2 separate regions of the Mus musculus genome follow, and region 1 is linked to region 2. The links are chromatin contacts, called in public HiChIP or PLAC-seq maps. All regions are on one chromosome and are shown on one strand. The core of a region is the stretch at or near the end of the contact, and the rest is flanking DNA. Distances in the headings are between cores, read along the strand shown.

Region 1 (4,736 bases), core at 1,091-3,590, 270 kb before region 2:
GGTATTGTGGTTAGGAGACCTCAGCCCACACACAGCAGAGTGAAATTCTGAATTCTAGTTGTCTTCGGTCATGTTCACCTATTTACTAGGGGGAAGCACATGTACAAAGGTCAGAGGATAACTCTCAGGAGTGCCCTCCTTCCACCATGTGGGTTCCACGCAGGCTATCAAGCCTGATGACAGGTGCCCTTATCCACTGAACAATCTCATTGGCCACACAAATAATTAAAAATTTATGTATATTTTATGAGTATGGGTGTTTTGCCTGCATGTCTGTGCACCAACTGTATTCAGTGCCCACAGAAGCCAGTAGGAAGTGTTGGATTTCCTGGAATTGGAGTTACAGACAGTTATGAGCTGCCCTGTGGGTACTGAGAATCAAACTCAGGTCCCGTGGAAGAACAGTCCTCCTAACTGATGAGCCATATCTTCAGGTCCCCAAATAATGCCCCCTCCTTTGGAGACAGGGTTTCACTATGTAGTCCTGAGTGTCCTGGAACCCAGTGAAAGAGATCCACCTGCCTGTGCCCCCCAAGTACTGGGATTAAAGACATGTGCTACCATGCCTGGCCTGCCCCAAATTTTTCTAAAACTACATTTTCTGTTCTTTTAAATTATCCTATCAAGTGCAAAATTTTCTCTGTAGAAAATAGTATCAAATTGTAAACTGAAAAAGACATTATTTTTTTCTAATATGGTTCTGAGAATGGAACTAGGGTGTATTCTCAGGTAGGTGTGCCTGGTGTGCACACACACACACACACACACACACACACACACACACACACACACATATATACGTGTCCTGCTAAGATCACTTTGCACTGTATTCTGTACTAGGGTGTATTCTCAGGTAGGTGTGCCTGGTGTACACACACACACACACACACACATACGTGTCCTGCTAAGATCACTTTGCACTGTATTCCGTTGAGGCAGGATACCTACTGAAGCTGGAGCTGGCTGGTGGCTGAGAAGCTCTTGCAATCTTCCTGTCTCTGCCTCCACAGCACTGGGGTTACAGTTGCATGCAATTATACCAAGCTTTTTATATACACTTTGGAATTTAACCTCAGGTCCATGAGAGTTGCATATCAAGAGCTCTTTTCTGCTCAGCCATCGCCACGCTACATGATAAACTTAACAAAGAGCACTGTGACCACAGACTCCACCAGAATCAGACAGTGAGCTTGGCGCTAAAGCACCCTAAGGGTCTGAGGAGTACTAAGGTTACACAGGAGGCAAAAGCCACACTGTTCCCATGGCACATTCAATTCTAGCTCAAGGAGAGACTTTGCAGCAGAGAAAGACAGCAAAGATGTAACCCACAAGATGTGGCAAGTAGGGCTGGCTCTAAAGCACAAGCAGGCAGAGCTGAGCACAGTGACGCACACCTTTAATCCCAGCACTGAGTCCGAGACAAGTGGTTCTGAGTTTAAGGCCAGCCTGGTCTCAAGGGAATTCTAGGCTAGCCACCACTAAAGAGACTCTGTCTCAACAACAAAACCAAAGCCATTTGGGACAAGACCCTTTTAGTGTTCTGACTTTACAATTCATTTTACAGAAACAGCATCTTAGCCCCTATCTAGAAACCCAGAGACATAGCCTCCCTCATCCACGAGGACCAAGTCAGAGCCCAAGTAGACTGGCAGGACCCACAGCAGCAGTGCACCCAAGGGCCTCACCCAGATGCCCGGATCCACAGAGATGAAGGTGAGATTCTGCCATACACTTGAGCAGTGAAGACTGGGAAGTACCAATACATTTATCCAGAATTCTTTTTTTTTTTTTTTGGTTTTTTGGTTTTTTGAAGACAGGGTTTCTCTGTGTAGCCCTGGCTGTCCTGTAACTCACTTTGTAGACCAGGCTGGCCTCGAACTCAGAAATCCGCCTGCCTCTGCCTCCCAAGTGCTGGGATTAAAGGCGTGCGCCACCATGCCCGGCCAGAATTCTATTTTTAAAGCATTATACATCTTACAGTCATGCTATCTTACAGTAAGGACTATTGGTGCTGGAGATATGACTCAGTGGCTGCTCTTGCAGAGGACCTGCGCTTGGTTCCCAGCACCACATGGTGGCTCACAACAGCCTATAATTCAGTTCCAGGGCACCCAACTCCATCTGGCCTCCTAGGGGACAAGGCATGCATGTGGTACACATTCATACGTAGAGGCAACCATCATACACATAAAACAAAAATAAAATCTTTAAAACAGCGACAACAAAAAGTACAGACTTCCTACACAGGAGAATGTTTTAGCCCAGGATGGGAAGTCTCCTTCCAACTCTGGGCTTCTCAGAGTCCTAGTGTAACTGTTTCTGCTGAGTCATCCTCCCATTCCCGACCCAGGATCTGAATCAGCAGATTCCTTCCAATAGTCCTCCACTACAGTCAGACCCTATGTAACTGTCCTGCCCTTCACGTTTCGCTGTCTCTTTTCTGGTCCTTCCTAATCCCCCCTGACCTGCCAGTACCTAGAAAGTAGTTTCTGCGTTAAACTTTCACCTCCTCAGCCAGGCACGGTGCTCGGTCCTGTGATCCCAGCCTTTGGGAAGCTGAGATAGGCAGCAAAAAGGAAGTCAAGTCCTCCATTTAGGCTGTGCTTTTCTTTTGTTTGGTTGGTTTGGTTTTGGTTTTTCAAGACAGGGCTTCCCTGTGTAGCTCTGACTATCCTGGAGATGTCTCTGTAGACCAAGCTGGCCTCAAACTCATAGAATCACCTGCTTCTGCCTCCCATGGTGCTGTGCCACCATGCCTGGTGTTATTTTAATCTTTTTTCCCCCTAACAATTTTTTAACATTAAAGAAAATGAACAATTCATTCAAGCCAAAAAGCTGTGAATAAGGTTCTTGAACGCAACATACCGTGCCTTCATCAGCAAATCTCTTCAGGTAGTCCTTAAGTTCAGTCTTCAAGTCATTGTATTCTAAACCAAAAGCACAACAGTACCTCAAATTCACATAGGGATATACTTTTAAAACCTTTGCCATTGCTAGGCAAGTGTTTAACAGTTTATACCAATGTTTTCTTACTTAAAATCCAGAGAACATTGTTTCCCGCTCCTCTCAAGTCTGGCTTCCCTCATTATGGTGTCTGGGTTTAACAAGAACAAACACCTCCCAGAAATATCCTCACATTATAAACACTAGCTGAGCCTTCTGCAAAGGGCTAATTTCTCCGTAAATCAACTAACAGACTCATCAGACCACTTTTGTTGTTGTTGCTTTGCTGGTTTTAAGACAGGGTTTCTCTGTGTAGCCCTGGCTGGCCTGGAACTCACTCTGTAGACCAGGCTAGCTTCAAACCAGCTTGAGACCAGCTTGCCTCTGCCCCCCAAGTGCTAGGACTAACGGAGTGTGCCACCATCTCTACCAGCCTCATCAGACAGCTTTAAACTCATGTAGTCACTCAAATTTATGTATACTTGAGGCATTATCACAGCTGATGAATCTCTTAAACACAGACCCTATCACTGAAAAACAGGTTCTTGGAGTCTGCCTGTGCGTGTGCGTGTGCGTGTGCGTGTGAGTGTGCGTGTGTGTGAGTGCGTGTGCGTGTGTGTGTGCGTGTGCGTGCGTGCGTGCGCGTGTGTGTGCGTGCGTGCGCGTGTGTGTGTGTGTGTGTCTGTGTGTAAAAAAAAATGATTATAAGGGAAATGATCAATGCTATAATGGGGACACAAGTGGAAAGTGGCTAAAACTGGAACCTTAACTCAGCAGAGCATGCTGGAGCTTTCTGACTTCCTGTAAAGCATCAAGCACCCGAGGACGCTCAAAACTGCCACACTTCCCAAAGGGAGGTACAGTGCTCAGTGGAAATTCTTCTCGAAGGATGAAACACTCTTCTTACTAGTTGTTCAGATACCTACCCTCAGTTAAAATAGTTCATGCTGAGGGCTTCTTTCTTTTCCTTTCTTCCTTCCTGACTGGTCTCAAACTTACAAAAATCCTCCTGCCTCTGCCTCCCAAGTGCTGGGATTAAAGTATGCACCAGCGCCACCTGGGGAAAACTGTGGTTTCTTAAACATTATTGTAGCATGAAATGCTAATGATCCTTGGTAACAGCAACTAAACTTCAGAATTTTTAAAAATCAAACAATAGCTAAGGTCTACTACATAATTCTAGTTCTCGTTAGAGTTACAAACACAGGTGATCATCCATTTTCCTGCAAAATGAAGAAAGCCTTGTGAACAGAATTTACCACAGATGAGCTCCACTTGCTGGACTCTATTCATGCTGCTAAGGGTGTCCATTAAAGGGTCCCTTCTATCAGTTGCCTGGTCGTTCTTGCCTTTGTTCTCATAAGCCAGAACTGTATCACATTCATCTGTCAGGAACAGGACGTCTAGTTCTCCATACATTTTCTTTAAAAAAAAAAAAAAAAAAAAATTTTTTTTTCCAGTTCCCCCATTTAGAATGTCATTTTCAGAAAGTCAAATTAAGGAGAATAAATAATAACTTTAAAATTTTTTAAATTCACACCTAGAAAATTGTAAGCTTCAAAGTTGACTTGTTGAATTTATACTTTTGGCCCAGATTTTTTTCAGAAATCTTCCAACTTCCACAGTCTATATACTCTGAATTCAAAATCTACTAGTTTACTTTCTAAGCAATTCTAAGATGGCTCAGCGGTTAAGAGCACTGAGTGCTCTACCAGAGGTCCTGAGTTCAATTCCCAGCAACCACTGGTAGCTCACAACCATCTGTAATGAGATCCAGTGCTCTCTTCTTGTGT
Region 2 (4,487 bases), core at 1,755-4,254:
TGCTGGTGCCTGGGTGAATCCATGCAATCTTTCTGAAGAGTCATCATGTGACTTGCAACCCAATGGACTCACTTTTCCTTTAAAGCCAAGGAAAGATTTGGAGTATTCAGTCTTTCATGACAGCGTTACTTGAGAACGGAGGACTTCACTCTCTTAAACATCCAGTGTTAGTGCAATGGGAAAAACTTACCCCAGCAGTGGCTGAGAATATAAAAAAGCAATCTTAGGAGGTGATTAACAGTTTTAAGACTTGTACAGTGTGTTAGTTCGTTGTTGACACGAGCTCAGATCATTTTAAAAGAAAGAACCTTATTTGAGAAAAGGCCTCAGTAAGAATGGCCTTTAGGCAAATCTTGCAGGGCCTTAGTTAATGATTGATGGGGGGGGGGAGCTCATTGTGGGTGGTGTCACTGCTCAGCAGGTGGTCCTGGGTGGTATAAGAAAGCAGGTTGAGCAAGCCATGAGGAGCAAGCCAGTGAGCAGTGTTCCTCCATGGCCATGGCCTCTTCCCGAGTTCCTGGGGAACAAGCCACAGCAGAGCGAATTAGGGAAATTTCACTATCATCAAGTCTGATAAAGATAGTGAATTTCAGTGAATTGAATTTCAGAAAGAAGTCTGTGAGCAGCATAAGGTCAGAATTTAAAATGGAGACATAGCAAAAGAAAAGACCCTCTACCCATGCTAGAAGAAACCATAAGACTGTGGAAAGCACGGTTTGCAACTACAGATGAAATACCGATGTACATGTTTATGTAATGTATGTGCATGCGTGTGCTCTAGAGCACACACAGAGGCCAGAGGAGGACATCAGGTGTCCAACTCTCTCAGGGTCTACCTTATTGCAACAGAATCTCTCACTGAACCTGGAGCTTGAACTAGCAGCCAGAAAGCCCCAAGAATCTTCCTGTCTCTGTACCCTACAATGCTGGGGTTGTAGGTAGGTGTGTGTGTGTGTGTGTGTGTGTGTGTGTGTGTGTGTGTGTGGCCATGACCGGCATTTTACATGGATGCTGTAGATTCAAATTCAGGTCCTCTTGCATGTCAGAAGACATTCCGACCTGATAACCCATCTCCGCAGAGCCCAGAGACTGTTTGTACTAAGTGAGCAAGCATCTTCGCTGATGGCCACGCCTCTCGAGTTGATGCATTGTATGGAATCTTCTGTGGCACATTCTCCCCCAAAATGTTGGTTCTGAATCATGGGTCCCCAGAGCTTGTTGGCCAGGCAGCATAGCTGAAGCAGTGAGCTCTGGGTTCCATGAGAGACCTTGTCTCAAAAAATCAGGTGGGGAGTGGTAGAAGACGCCCCACACTGACCTCTGGCTTTCATAATTGTGCACATATGCGTGTGTGTGAGCTCACACATATAGGCACACACACAGTTGTGTGTTTATCTGGGTAGAAAGCTGTTGTTTCTATTGAGTCTTTATCTCACTTCCTTTTTAGACACTGCTGGGAATCAAACCCAGGACATCACACATGCCACTCAAATGTTCTGCCGCCAAACTACACCTCTAAACCATCCATCACAGAGGGACAGGAAAAATCCACTCCAAATCACCATAGCTACCTTCCCTGCCCTCAACACATATTTGTTGCACTATCTATAGCTATCCTGCTTCTTCCTAAGTTGTCACTAGGAAATGGGAGGAGGGACAGGGCTGAGGGACATGGGCTGTTCAGAATTCTACAATGAGCATGTATTTGTGTATTGCATGATTAAAAAATCAATTAAAAATGGAGATTGTGGGCTGGGGATGGAGCTTTGTGATAGAACTTAGCAAAGAGAGAGAAAGTGTGTGTGTGTGTGTGTGTGTGTGTGTGTGTGTGTGAGAGAGAGAGAGAGAGAGAGAGAGAGAGAGAGAGAGAGCTGTATGTTCCGAAGTACTGTGGGTTTTGACCCCATTTGGTGATCAAATGACCCTTTCACAAGGGTCACCTAAGACCATTAGAAAACACAGATAAACACTATAATTTATAACAGTAGCAGAATTACAGGTATGAAGTAGTAATGAAAATAATGTTATGGTTGGGGCCACCACAATATGAGGAACTGTATTCAAGGGCCACAGCGTTAGGAAGGTTGGGAACCACTCATTGACTTACAGCTTTCGTCCTCTATTTCTAGGCCTTTCTATAGACATGAATACACAGCCAAAGAAAAGCGTCCGGAAGGGGACTGGCCAAAGCATGCTGGCTGGCTAATGTAGATAAGTGGTCTGTGCGCGAGTGATATTTTTGTTTTTAAATGTGTGTCTTCCACAATTAAAAATTGCTACTCTAATAATCAGGGGGGAAATCCCCACTTCAGATGATTTGAAATGCTTTTCGATCCAATTTTATGGCTAAAAAATACAGCAAATGCTCTTATTTGCCTGCTTTGGGATTATCTGTTCCTTGATGGCTAAGGGTAGGATGAATCTGCAACTGTCCTCGGGTTCATTTACAAGTCTACTGTCCTCTCAGTCCTGAACCATCAAAAACAGCAGGTCAGCTTAGCACAGTGGTTCTCAACCTTCCTAATGCTGCAACCCTTCAATACAGTTCCTCATGCTGTGGTGACCCCAACCATAACTTTATTTCATTACTACTTCATTGCTGTAATTCTGCTACCGTTTATGAATCATCACATAAATATCTGATATGTGGAACACCTGATATTTGACCCTGATGAAAGGGTCATTCACTCCCCCACTCCCCAAGGTCAAAACCCACAGGTTGAGAAACACTGACCCAGAGGGAGGCCACGCTGTTATCTCTGGAGCAACAGTGGCCTTCCGGTGGAGAGAAGCAGTGCCGAGTGGGATGTTCCGGGTTTTGTGTTCCTGACAGTGCGCTCATCAATATCTCTGTCAAGGTCTGTGTTCGTTCCACTGGGGCAGTGATAACTGGTTGTCATGGAGGCCATCTTCTGTCTTCTCCCAGTTGAGAACAAATCAACTCACAAGAGTGACATTTGAGTAAGAATGTTGTCCATTTCAAAGAAAGAGAATTGAGGGAGGGCGGGGCAGCATCCTATGGGACTTTACAGCCTGTGCCCACCAGCCAGGGACAGTAGCTATTAGCATTCTGTCTAAACTCCACCCCACAGTTACCTGGCAACAGCCAGGTAGGCCTGACCCACTATAAAAGGGGCTTCTTCCACCCACCCCCCCCCACCCCCCGCTGGCCACTTACGGAAACAGCCACAAAGCAGGCACCAAAGACAAAAAGAATCAAAGCCTCTGTGGTGGAGAGGCAGGGCAGGGCAGAGGAAGGAACCTCCTATACCTAGGTCCCACTTCACAGAATGTTTGCAAAATCCTATCAAAAGACCCTGTTGCTTTTGGACACCTTCTCTACCATACCACATCCTGGCCTGTCTTTGGGGGAGAGTCTTGTAGACAGAGTTGTACTTTCTCTGATGTACATAGTAGCCTTTGAGTACCCTGCAAAATTCCTGTCCAAACCTGATGCCCATGGTAAGGGTGTCTGGAGGGGAAGGTCTTTAGGAGGTAAGTTACAGAGGGCAGAACCTACCTGAAGCAGTTGTGAGGCAGCTGTCTGAATCAGGAAACAGCTTAGGACTCCTCAGCTGAAGAACTGAGAGACCAGTTTCTGTTATGAACTGCCATCTGCGATGGCTAGTCAGTCCCAGTTGTCAGCTTGACTGTACCTGGCATGAACTATAACCCAGAAATGGAGGACGTGCCCGTGATCCAGATCTTTAGGCATAGTGGCCATGATGCCCAGGCAAGATGGTACACACCTTTAATCCCAGGAGACAGAGACAAGCAGATCTCTGAGTTCAAGGCCAGCCTGGGACAGAACAATTCCAACTAACGAGCAGTTTAGGTCCAGATGTGGTGGTGCACACCTTTAATCTGGGCCACGCCTTCTGCTGGAAGCCTACATAAGGATTATGGAAGAAGGAAGGCTTCCTCTTCTTCACCTATTTTCACTTCCTTGCAGGCACATCTGTTGGAGCCTACTCCTTCAGGATTCCATCTTATACAGAAGACCTGCTGAGACACCTAACCTCGGGGGACTGAGCAACATAGCTGGCCATTGTTGGGTTTATTGAATTGCAGATTGTAAGTCATTCCAATACTTTCCCTTAATACATACAGACATTCTTCTGTACATTGTGCAACTCTAGAGAACCCTGACTAAGGGACCATCTATAGAACTTCACTAGCAACAGCCTTGGGGTGGAGAGAGACATGGAGAGACATGGCACTGGCTCTTCTTGAAAGAGGACTGAGTTCCCAGCACCGAGATCCAGTGGCTTACAACCTGTAACTCGCTCCAGGCAATTGAAACCGGTTCTTGCCCCCATGGGCACGTAAACACACAGTTTTTGTTTTTCTTTTTTAAAAGATTTATTTATGTGAGTATACTGTAGCTGTCTTCAGACACACCAGAAGAGGGCATTGGATCCCATTAAAGATGGCTGTGAGCCACCATGTGGTTTCTGGGACCTGAACTCAGGACCTCTGGAAGAGCA

Evidence for each region. HiChIP or PLAC-seq counts read pairs in DNA pulled down with a chosen protein or histone mark.
Region 1: a contact with region 2 is called in an H3K27ac HiChIP or PLAC-seq map of embryonic stem cells, with 6 read pairs. The contact joins two enhancer-like sites. A contact is called at or near these places in 5 of 39 promoter capture datasets (the C10 cell line, cranial neural crest, embryonic stem cells and 2 more), 1 of 484 Hi-C or Micro-C datasets (embryonic stem cells), 18 of 115 datasets of contacts at active chromatin or transcription factors (the SCID.adh cell line, differentiating embryonic stem cells, embryonic basal ganglia and 7 more) and 3 of 9 other capture datasets (adipose tissue, liver and pancreatic islet).

What each region holds. Positions count from the first base shown.
Region 1 is chr12:102,769,410-102,774,145 of GRCm38.p6, reverse strand. It overlaps Ubr7 (ubiquitin protein ligase E3 component n-recognin 7 (putative)), which reads right to left. Exons shown (of 11, transcript NM_025666.2): 9 at 4,203-4,365; 10 at 2,866-2,927. Among named protein-coding and RNA genes, the nearest start is that of Ubr7, 14 kb to the right of the region's middle. Within about 2 kb of position 2,340, at least 10 of the 459 cell types and tissues checked have an H3K27ac peak or open chromatin away from gene starts, as enhancers often do. A contact at or near this core is called in embryonic stem cells, where this site is marked.
Region 2 is chr12:102,503,843-102,508,329 of GRCm38.p6, reverse strand. No RefSeq gene overlaps it. Among named protein-coding and RNA genes, the nearest start is that of Golga5, 37 kb to the right of the region's middle. Within about 2 kb of position 3,004, at least 11 of the 459 cell types and tissues checked have an H3K27ac peak or open chromatin away from gene starts, as enhancers often do. A contact at or near this core is called in embryonic stem cells, where this site is marked.